Regions from separate parts of the Sus scrofa genome. Here region 2 is linked to region 1. Evidence: chromatin contacts called from public HiChIP or PLAC-seq data. All regions are on one chromosome and are shown on one strand. Each heading gives the region's core, a stretch centred on a gene start, on an enhancer-like site or on the middle of the called end of the contact. The rest is flanking DNA. Distances are from core to core; before and after follow the strand shown.

Region 1 (5,166 bases), core at 1,455-3,954:
GCCATGGGTATGGCAATTAAATATTAAAAAGTAATTAATGGTGTTAAATGATGTTAAGATAGAATGACGAAATTTTAGCTTGAGAGTTGCCAAATATGTTGCCTAGTTTTGGTAAATGTTTTATATGCAAATATACAAAGAAATTCTTGGTAATTTATGAGCTTATGCTAGATAACATTTTCCATGGTTTGTAGACTGGGCGAGGAGAGTTACCTGTTCTATATCATATAGTGAGAATAGAGAAGCTCTGCCCTCCTTTCCTCCCTTCCTTCCATTCACCTTCAATCCACCTTCACTCCAAGGCAGAATCTAGTTAATCCTTTCTGAGCTGAGTATCTCCATAGCTGTTAAAAAAGAAATGGCTGTGCACTCATGTTCATTGCAGCATTATTTTATTTTATTTTTTATTTTTATTATTATTATTTTTTTTGTCTTTTTTTGCTATTTCTTGGGCCGCTCCCACGGCATATGGAGGTTCCCAGTCTAGGGGTCCAGTCGGAGCTGTAGCCACCGGCCTACGCCAGAGCCACAGCAATGCAGGATCCGAGCCGCGTCTGCAACCTACACCACAGCTCATGGCAACGCCGGATCGTTAACCCACTGAGCAAGGGCAGGGACCGAACCCGCAACCTCATGGTTCCTAGTCGGATTCGTTAACCACTGAGCCACGACGGGAACTCCAATTGCAGCATTATTCATCATAGCAAAGAGATGGAAGCCTAACGAGGATAAATGGATAAAGAAAAACATGGTGTATATAATATATACAATACATGGAATATTTAGCATGAACAAAATTTTTAAAAAATCCTGTCATTTGCTCAGCATGGATAAAAGCCTGAAGGACTTGCTCCTGAGTGAAATAAGCTAGCCCAAAGACACATACTGCATGATTCCACTTATATCTAAGAGGTATCTAAAGAGACTCAGAAACAGAAAGGTGGAATCTTGTTGGGGGTGCTGGGAGGGAGGGGGAACTGAGGCATTGTCCAGTGGGTAGACAATTTCAGTTTTTTTGCTGGTTTGTTTTGGCCACGGCATGCAGCAGCTTGATGTGGGATCTCAGTTTCCAGACCAGGGATTGAACCCAGACTGCAGCAGTGAAAGCACCAAATCCCAACCACTAGACTACCAGGGAACTCTCTAGAGTTTCAGTTTTATAAGAAGTTCTAAAGACCTGTGTGCAACGTGCATGTAATTAACACTACTTCCTAAACTCATGAAAGTGGTTCAGGTGGTAATTTTTAAGTGTTTTTTTTTTTTTTTTTTTTAATACATTAACAAGGAAAGAAATGGCCACTTCGTGCCACCAACCTTTTGTACAGAGCTGGACCACAACTTGCTCTCTGTCCCCTTCATCCTCCCAGTCTAGGTTTGGGCTTCATCATTCATCATCCTTTTTCCTTCTGTTGCCATATCTAGGTAGGTCTTTGCTATGAGGTCTTCCACCTGTGCCATGGTCTTGTTTTTCCATGAGTTTGAGTTGTGCCTTCTTTAATATGGGAAGAAAATAGATGTGAAAGCAGATATGAGAGCTTTCTTCTGTAGATCCAAAGAAATTATGTCAAGTGAGAGACAATGTGTCAGATATGAAGTGACTAGGAAATCTCCCCTCCCTAATTATCTCGTCACATGAGAAAAGAGCTGGTGTTTCTAGCTAAATTGAGTCAGGATCAAGTATGCTGAGCAGTAATGCAGCAGTACCTTGTAGTGCCACTAGGTGATGCTCATGCTCCACCTGACTTCCTCACTGCCTGGAACTGCAGAGGCAAGACACCCGGCCTCCGCACTTTATTGTTAATCATTAGCAGATCAGCAGTTGCAGAGAGTAGAGCACTTTATTTTCTTTTCCTTTTAGGGCTGCATCTGTGGATATGGAAGTTCTTGGACCAGAGGTCCAATCGGACCTGCAGCTGCTGCCTATGCCACAGCCACAGCACCACCAGATCCAAGCCAGGTCTGTGACCTACACCATAGCTCAGGGCAATGCCAGATCCTTAACCCACTGAGCAAGGCCAGGGATCGAACCTGCATCCTCATGGATACTAGTCAGGTTTGGTATTGCTGAGCCACAAGAGGGACTCTAGAACTTTTTCAAGTGACTTATTCTCTCTTTTTTTTAAATTTTTTTATTATTCAATGAATTTATTACATTTATAGTCATACAATGATTATCACAACTTATTCTCATTTTCAACATCAATCCTACTTTGTCTTTATTTTGTTACAGGTCTTCTCCTAACAAACTTCCTTGAAGGCTGAAGCTGCCTTGTTTTTCAACATAGGCTTATAACAGTGATAGAAAAAGAGACAGACTGAAAGCACTGAAAAGGTAGGGGCAGAGACATAAAGGGAGAGAATGGGGCCACAGAAGGAAAAAAAGTTCAAGGTCAGGGTTAGGACCTTGGGTCCAGGATTAAGGAAACAAGTAGCAAGGAGAAGAAGCCTACTGCAAGAGGAGACCCAGGAGAAGATGAGTCATTGGCAGGTGCACTGGCTCATGGGAGGCAGCCCTCCTGAGGTGGCAACCTTGTGTCCCATCGCAATGCTGGCACTCTGGGCTGGGTCACCCCAGGGTCAAAGTTAGGCAAGCCACTAATGAAGCTTTGAAGACATGTTCATAGAAGCATGGCCAGAGTGGGTGTGCCACCAAGGCCACAGAGCAGCCCCAACACAGCAGATGACCCTTCCTCGTGAGGACTCCAAAGTCTGACTAATGCTAATTAACCCTGACTCACTGTAGCGCTGAGCACAGCAGGGTCATTGTCTCCACTGAATCGAGCAGGGAAATGGAGGTGTGGAGTGGGGAAGCAGCTTTGCTCCATCAGTGGCACCAGGCTGTGAGTCTATCACCACCCTCCTCAAATGCCTGTGACGCTGCCATTGCTAATCGGGAGCAAGCGCTTCCTACAGAACGGTCCAGAGGAGGAGAGAGGAACCTTAGTGCCGTCTTCACGGGCAGCAGAGCCCTAGAACGCCACAGTGTTATGTGCATCAACGAGTTGCAAAGACTCCTTGGCTTAACCCCCCACTTCCACTGTGAGGCATCTGGAGGCCAGCGGGCGGGAGAGGGAGCCCAGGTCACACCGTGGGTGTTGTGGCTGTGCCAGGCCAGAAATGCTGGGGTCCCCTGCTTGGGCCTCTTCCACTACAGCGCCACGGACTGACAGCAGAAGAGGCAGCGACGTGGTGGGTAGGAGCACTGCGGCTCCAGATCCGGCAGCCTGGGTTCAAATCCTGGATTTCCAGGTTACTCGCTGTGTGCTTCTGAGCCAGCAACTCCATGTCTCAGTTTCTTCCATCTGTGAAAAGGTGATAATGCTGGTAGTTCTGTCCTAGGGATGTTTGAGGATTAAGTGAGATACGTGAAGTGTTTAGAACAGCTGACAGGTAGTAAGTGCTCAGTAAATACTAGCTATGTTTTTAGTACCTTTTTGTAAATGGCTGCACCTGTGGCATATGCAAGTTCCCAGGCCAGGGATTGAATCTGCGTTGCAATGCCAGATCCTTTAACCCACTGAGCCAGGCCAGGGGTAGAACCTGCACCTCCACAGCCACCCCAGCTGCTGCAGTTGGATTCTTAACCCCTTGTGCCTCCTAAAAGGAGCAGGAACTCCTTCCTAGTATTATTGAAATAAGGCAGGTATGACGGTCCTAAGCTGCACACCTGGCCACTCAGCTACCATATTGGCTTCAGTTCAGTGATCTCTCTGGCCAATTTCTTCAGTTTGCCTTGTGTTTATTCCCTGAAGGAAAAGAGCATCAGGGATGGACAAGACAGGTGTTGGGGTCAGGAGGAAGAGGCACTTCCATCTCTGCACCACACTGTCCTTGCTCCGAGTAGGGACCTTTTTTAGCCCAGCAGCCTCTGTGACATCATCAGACAATGCAGGTGCTGGTGACTCAACTCCAAGCCCAGCTCTAGAAGCATCCGGAAGCATCTGGGGCAAGAAGACATAGACCAAGAAAACCACATTCCTGCCGATCTTCTCGGGTCCTGGCTCTGAGCCTGGCAAGCCCACTCTCAGAAGGTGATGGTACAGTGACGACAGGAGAGTTAATTACAGTCCTCACCTGCTGGGGTGAGAATACTGGCTTGTTTGTCCAGCACAGCTTACCTGAATCATCCAGCCGGCAGCCACCTGGGCCTGGAGCTGGACCAGCAGGCTGCCAGGAGGCTGGAACATCTTCTGCCTGCTGCACTCACGAGTGCCAGCACTTTCTGCTGCTTCTCCCTTCAGAAAGCAAGACAAAGCAGTTTGACCCCGGAGACATAGCTCCAAAGTGAGTGAAAAGCCTGGCGGGGGCTTGACAACAGGCCCAAGGCCCCAGGGCCCATTCTGGGATGAGCAGAACCAGAGCTGAGGCCTCAGAGCCTTTGGAAAACATTTCCAGGAATCAGAGGTGAAGCCAAGGAGGAAAGACTGGATGGGGCGGCAGCTTCCTCTTCCCCTCCACGCCACCCCCCACACCACTGAGCCACCTCTGCACCCCCTGGCCCCCAGGGGGCCCCAGGCAGTCTTGCCAAGCCCAGCATTCCCCAGGCCAACCCTGCAGATCAGCAGTGATATGGGTCAACTCCCACTAGCTCCATCTGGGGTTTTTCCAGAGTAAAATGAGGAAGAAAAAAGGGACTCTGTTTCACAGACACACAAAGGTAACTGCGATATAATTAGAAAACACCTTTTCAAAAAATACAGTAAATGTTGAAGGAAGGTCCTGACCGTTCTCTCTCCGACTCCATGGTGAGGGCGACCAGCAGGACGTGCCAGAGGAGAAAGGGTGAGGGCCCTTCTGCACGACCCGGAGGAAGACGTTTTCAGCCTTGAGGTGATTTCCACGGCAGGGACCATCCGTGGCCCAGCTGGGGAAGGGGGTCCTGAGGAGGAGGCCAGGTCAGCACACCTGCGGGTGGGACGGGGAGTCAGGAAACGGCCCAGAGTGCGGCTCTCCTCCAGGAAGGAGCTAAAGGGCCCCTAAAACGAAGTACCGGCCAAGAGGCCAGCTTCCCCGGGCCTGCGGGACGGAGATGGGGATGGCGCCAGGCCCGCTCCCACTGCTGTGCTGTGGCTGGGCTCCCTCACCTTGCAGCCCCCCTTTCACACACCGCCCCCCAGCAACTGGCGCCTTGGGGGTGGCACCCCTGCAGTGCAATCCAAGCCCCTG
Region 2 (5,166 bases), core at 874-3,373, 460 kb after region 1:
GCCAGGATATTGATAGAGTCAGTCTTAGCCTTGGAGGTGGGGGCTGCCGCCAGCAGAATCTTAAGTAGAGCAATCTGGGAAGAAGAAAATGAGGAAATCCATCCCTGTGCATCCCATTTAACAAAGCTATTCTTTTGCAACTCTCCTAGGGGAGAGGCCTTCTTCTAAGTTCTTCCCTCAATGACCCCAGCCTCCAGAGGACAAATAGGTACCCAGTCCTGATAGGCCTGCTTGTGAGGCTGAGGAGCCAGAAGAGAGCTTGTGGATTGTTCTGCTTCGAGTCTTTTCTTTCCAAAGAGGATGGAAAGAGGAGTTCCCATTGTGGCTCAGTAGGTTAAGGACCTGATGTTGTCTGTGAGGATGTGGGTTCAATCCCTGGCCTCGCTCAGTTGGTTAAGGATCTGGCGTTTCCACAAGCTGTGGTACGAATTGCAGATGTGGCTCGGATCCTGTGTTGCTGTGGCTGTGGTGTAGGCCTCAGCTGCAGCTCTGATTCAACCCCGAGCCTGGGAACTTCCATAGGCTGTGGGTGCGGCCCTAACAAGGAACCCCCCACTCCACCCAAAACCCAAAGAGGATAGAAGGAGCAGAGCAAGAGGGGCAGTGCCTAGAAAAGAGGTGGGAAGTATCAGCAAGATCTCACTCCTCCTCCCTTTTCCTTCTTCTGCTTCAGACCACCGGCATCCTTACCATCACAGTCTGAAGCCACCTAGCACATGAGAGACCACAGTCGCCCTGAGAGGACTAAGGGCACTTATTTAGGAGAAGCCCCCCCCCCGATGCATCCAGCACTGATCCCACCTCATCCTCCACCCCTCCGAAAGGACTTGGGAGTATAGCCGAGTCCTCCTACCTCTGAGAGAAGCCCTGAGGAAAGCTCAAAATTCTAATGTGTTAGAGAATGCCTTGCCTAAAGGGTGAAGGTTCAGGAAACAAGCTCCAATGACAGATGGCTCAGCTTGAAATGGCTCTCTGTTAGGGCAGTTAAGGCAGCTCTGGCCTGGTCATCTCCTTACCATGTACTGGGGGAGGCTATACAGCATGCCCTGGTAGAGGATTTCACACGGCGTCTCTGGTACCACCTCTTCCCCCTATGGTAAGAAACACACAGTTTGTGCAGGCCATTTCCCACTTGACCAAAACTTAATGTTTCTGGGAGCTGGGAGTCAGATCTGGGTTCCCATCCTAGCTGTGTTAATGATTCATTGACCTTGGGTATGCTGCTTTCCCTCTCTAAGACTTAATTTCCTCTTCAGAGGATCAGTGGGCTGGCCTAGATGACCTCCGAGGGCTCTTCCAGCCCTGAGAATTTATGATTTTGGTTTTTCCACTATATGGAACCAATCCAGAATTCTTTCTATGTCACTTGCTAGATCAGGAGTCAGAACATCCACTGAGGAGTCGGCTCGGACCACTGCTTTGCTAGACATAGAGGGGCTCGACTCAGGCCACACTGGAACCAACACCACACAGAGGCACCTTCTACAGTGTCAATGTGAGGCCCTCTGAGAGCTCTGGGATGCTCCGAAGCCAGGAAGGAGAAGTATGTGACTCAATAGAGAGGGTCAGAGGGGCATTGGGTAACCCACGGCGTGGTGAGGGAGGAAGGCGTATTAGCAGGGAAGATTTTAGCTGGAAACGATTTTTCTTTCCTTCTCCATTACCCCCTACAACATCCCTTCCTCCTTTCTGACCAGCCCCCTCATATGCAACTCTGTCCTTTAATGACCCCATCTCACCCTTATCAGAGGGGAGACAGGGCCTCTGGTGCTCCAGAAGCTACCCAGGCCACTGTCATCTTTGGCCAAGGCAGTCTTTCCTCCCCCCAGATCCTGCTATTACTCAGCAAGGATCACTGCCATGAGACGCTGAAGCAGGGAGCAGTAACCAGACCCTTCTATCCCACACAACTCAACTCCTGCTTAAATGGACATAAATCTTAATAACGCCAGCAATCCTGCTCTCTAAAAGACCCATTTCATACCTTCTGCCCTCTCTTCAAACAATCCCTTCATCCCACAGCCCCTCAACAGTTACTGACCCTGCCTCTCACTATATGGACAAAACAGAAGCAATCAGACAGGCTCAGCCTCATCTTTTCAACATCAAATCTACCTTCCTTTTTTTTGGCCACGCCCACAGCATATAGAGGTTCCCGGGTCAAGGGCTGAGTCCAAGCTGCAGCGTCAAGCTATGCTACAGTTGAAGCAACTCCAGATCCTTAACCCGCTATGTCAGAGCGGGAACTCCTCTACCTTCCTTCTTGACATGAAGAATCAACTGCCTGTGCTCCTATCAAAGGCCAACGCTCCACTGGATCTCACACCCTTGCTTTTTCAGTTCTACAATTATCTCCTTTCTTCTGGATCATCCTTTTTTAGGACATAAACATATTCCAGTATCGCCTAGCTATAAAATGTTCCCTTGACCCCACACTCCTACAGGTCCATCCCATTTCTATCTTCCCTTTCATAACAAGACTTCTATGTGGTTTGTCTATGGGGACCACGTCTCCCTCCTGTTTTTACATTCCATTCTCGCCATACTCCAACGAGGCTTCTAGCTCCACCACTTCACTTGAGGTTCTTTTTTTTTTTTTTTTTGGCTGTGCCCATAGCATGTGCCAAGTTCCCCAGCCAGGGATCGAACCCGCACCAAAGCAGTGACCTGAGCCACAGCAGTGACAATGCCAGATCTTAACTTGCTGAGCTGCAAGAGAACTTCCACTTGAGGTGGTTCTTATCAAGGTTATCGCCAGGTCGCCAAGTCAGTGGGCACCTCAGGTCTTATCCTGCTCCATTTATCAGCACCATTTGACACAGCTGATCACACTCTTCTGAAAGACTTTCTTATTTTTATGGTATCACAGTCTCCTGAATTTCCTTATTTTTCTTTTTCTTTTCTGGCTCCTTTCCTGACTCCTCCCACCCTCAACATAGTGGTGTGCCCCAGGGCTTTGTCCTGGGGTCCATTCTCTTCTCTATCTCTATTCCCTCCTCAGCCACCTTTACGGCTTTTAACATTGTCTATGAGTCACCAGTTCCCAAATTTATTTCTCTAAGCCAGTCCTCTCTAGAACTCTAGATCCTTACATCTAATTGCTTGGCATGGGTATCTAATGGGTATCTAAAAGTTACTACAACCAAAACAGAACCATTGATAGAACAGAACTCATTTTGACAAATGGTACTTATTCCTGATTGCCCTTTTGTCTCTCTATCCACATCCAGTTGAACTGCAGCTCTTGTCAGCTATACCTCCAAAATATAACCCAAATTCATCCACTTTCCCCTGCCCCCACAATTACTACGTGGTCTAAAACACTGTCATCTCTCACCTTGACTATTGTAAGAGCTTCCTAACTTCCTTGCTTCCACTGTTTCCTAGCCCAGCTTTTACAAACAGCCAATCTTTTTTTCTTTTCTTTTCTTTTTCTTTTTCTTTTTTTTTTTTTTTGGTCTTTTTGTCTTTTTAGGGCTGCACGCATGGCATATGGAGGTTTCCAGGCTGAGTCAAATCAGAGCTACAGCTGCTGGCCTACGCCGCAGCCACAGCAATGCCAGATCTGAGCTGCGTTTGTGACCTACACCACAGCTCACGACAATGCCGGATCCTCAACCCACTGAGCAAGGCCAGGGATGGAACCCGAAACCTCATGGTTCCTAGTCAGATATGTTTCCGCTGCACCATGATGGGAACTCCCAATCATATTTTTAAAAATAAATCAGATCATGTCACTCCCTGTTTAAAATCTCCAAAGGCTCACCTTTGTACTTGACCTTGAGCTCTCTATCTTTTCTTACACATCCTGTGTAAAGTGGCCCCAGGCCATCTCTCTGAATCCCAGGCCCCAAACCCTCCTCCTTCTCCCTGCACTTCAGCCACACCAGCCTTCATTCACCATCTAAGACTCTGAGCTTGCTGTCACCTTGTTACTGAGGCTGTCCCTTCTGCCTGGAGTGTTCTTTCCTCTCATGTTCTCACGGCTAGCTCCTCCTATAACTCGGATCTTGGTTAGCCGTCACCCTCTCAGAAGTCTACACACCCCCACCGCCAATCTAAAGTAGTCTACTACGTTATATGTCATCTTACTTAAATTTTCTTTGCCATATCTATCCTTCTCTGAAAGTCTTCCTGTCTCCTTAATTATTTATTACCCCTTTTCCCAAGTTTAACATATTGTGAAAGTAGAGACTTTGCTTTGCCCAGCCTGAGTTAAGAGTCCAACAGCATACACTTAGTCCATGACAGCACCGCAGACAGATTTCCTCCTGTGCAGCGCCCCCTGACTCACCAAAGACATGGGGCACTTCTCCAGCTCCTCCTCATTCTTGATCTGAACATCTGCGATGGAGATATACTTGTGCTGCGGAAGAGAAGACATCAATAAGGGCCTCGATCACATGTGTACCAGCCTCTCGCTTAACTTCCTCAATGACAAGGAAATGTCCTGCTTATGGGTCTGTCACCTCAAATAGGAAATGTCCTGTTTATGGGTCTGTCACCCCCCATAGACCATGGACTCTTTGAAGGCAGGAGTCTTACTCACCTTTGCAGCATGAACACCAGTAAAGTGCTTTGTATTCAGTATTTGTTTATTCCACGTTTCCACATTGGTTGAAGAGCAGCAAATACCTTAGCATTTTTTTTTTTTTTTTGTCTCTTGACTTTTGTCTTTTGTCCTTTTAGGGCCGCACCCATGGCATGTAGAGGTTCCCAGGCTAGGGATCTAATCGGAGCTGTAGCCACCGGCCTACACCACAGCCACAGCAACGCCAGATCTGAGCCGCGTCTGCGACCTACACCACAGCTCACAGCAACGCCAGATCCTTAACCCACTGAGCGAGGCCAGGGATCAAACCGGCAACCTCATGGTTCCTAGTCGGATTCGTTTCTGCTGCACCACAACGGGAAATCCATACCTTAGCATTTTAACTTCAACCAAAGTGCAAGCGGACATGAAGGCCCTTACCACTGGACCACTGCCCTGAGAGTTTTGCTGCATGTGCGTGTATGTGTGTGCAGGTGTATGAGTGCATGTGTGCACAGAGTGATAATGGGAGGGGGTAGGGCTCAAGGTCTGTGGAAGGAATGTTTACTCTTACTTGTGCTTTCACACACTTTGGAGTAAACTGCTACTCAGTCTTGGGCCTGTGGAAGTTAGTG

What was found. HiChIP or PLAC-seq counts read pairs in DNA pulled down with a chosen protein or histone mark.
Region 2: a contact with region 1 is called in an H3K27ac HiChIP or PLAC-seq map of alveolar macrophages. The contact joins two enhancer-like sites. A contact is called at or near these places in 4 of 47 Hi-C or Micro-C datasets (embryonic fibroblasts, epiblast stem cells, retroperitoneal adipose tissue and 1 more) and 2 of 2 datasets of contacts at active chromatin or transcription factors (alveolar macrophages and skeletal muscle).

What each region holds. Positions count from the first base shown.
Region 1 is chr18:18,769,562-18,774,727 of Sscrofa11.1, forward strand. No RefSeq gene overlaps it. Among named protein-coding and RNA genes, the nearest start is that of ZC3HC1, 31 kb to the left of the region's middle. Within about 2 kb of position 2,705, at least 16 of the 83 cell types and tissues checked have an H3K27ac peak or open chromatin away from gene starts, as enhancers often do. A contact at or near this core is called in alveolar macrophages, where this site is marked.
Region 2 is chr18:19,227,963-19,233,128 of Sscrofa11.1, forward strand. STRIP2 (striatin-interacting protein 2) reads right to left here. Exons shown (of 21, transcript XM_003134694.6): 13 at 4,295-4,366; 14 at 1,017-1,091; 15 at 1-74. Among named protein-coding and RNA genes, the nearest start is that of STRIP2, 25 kb to the right of the region's middle. Within about 2 kb of position 2,124, at least 2 of the 83 cell types and tissues checked have an H3K27ac peak or open chromatin away from gene starts, as enhancers often do. A contact at or near this core is called in alveolar macrophages, where this site is marked.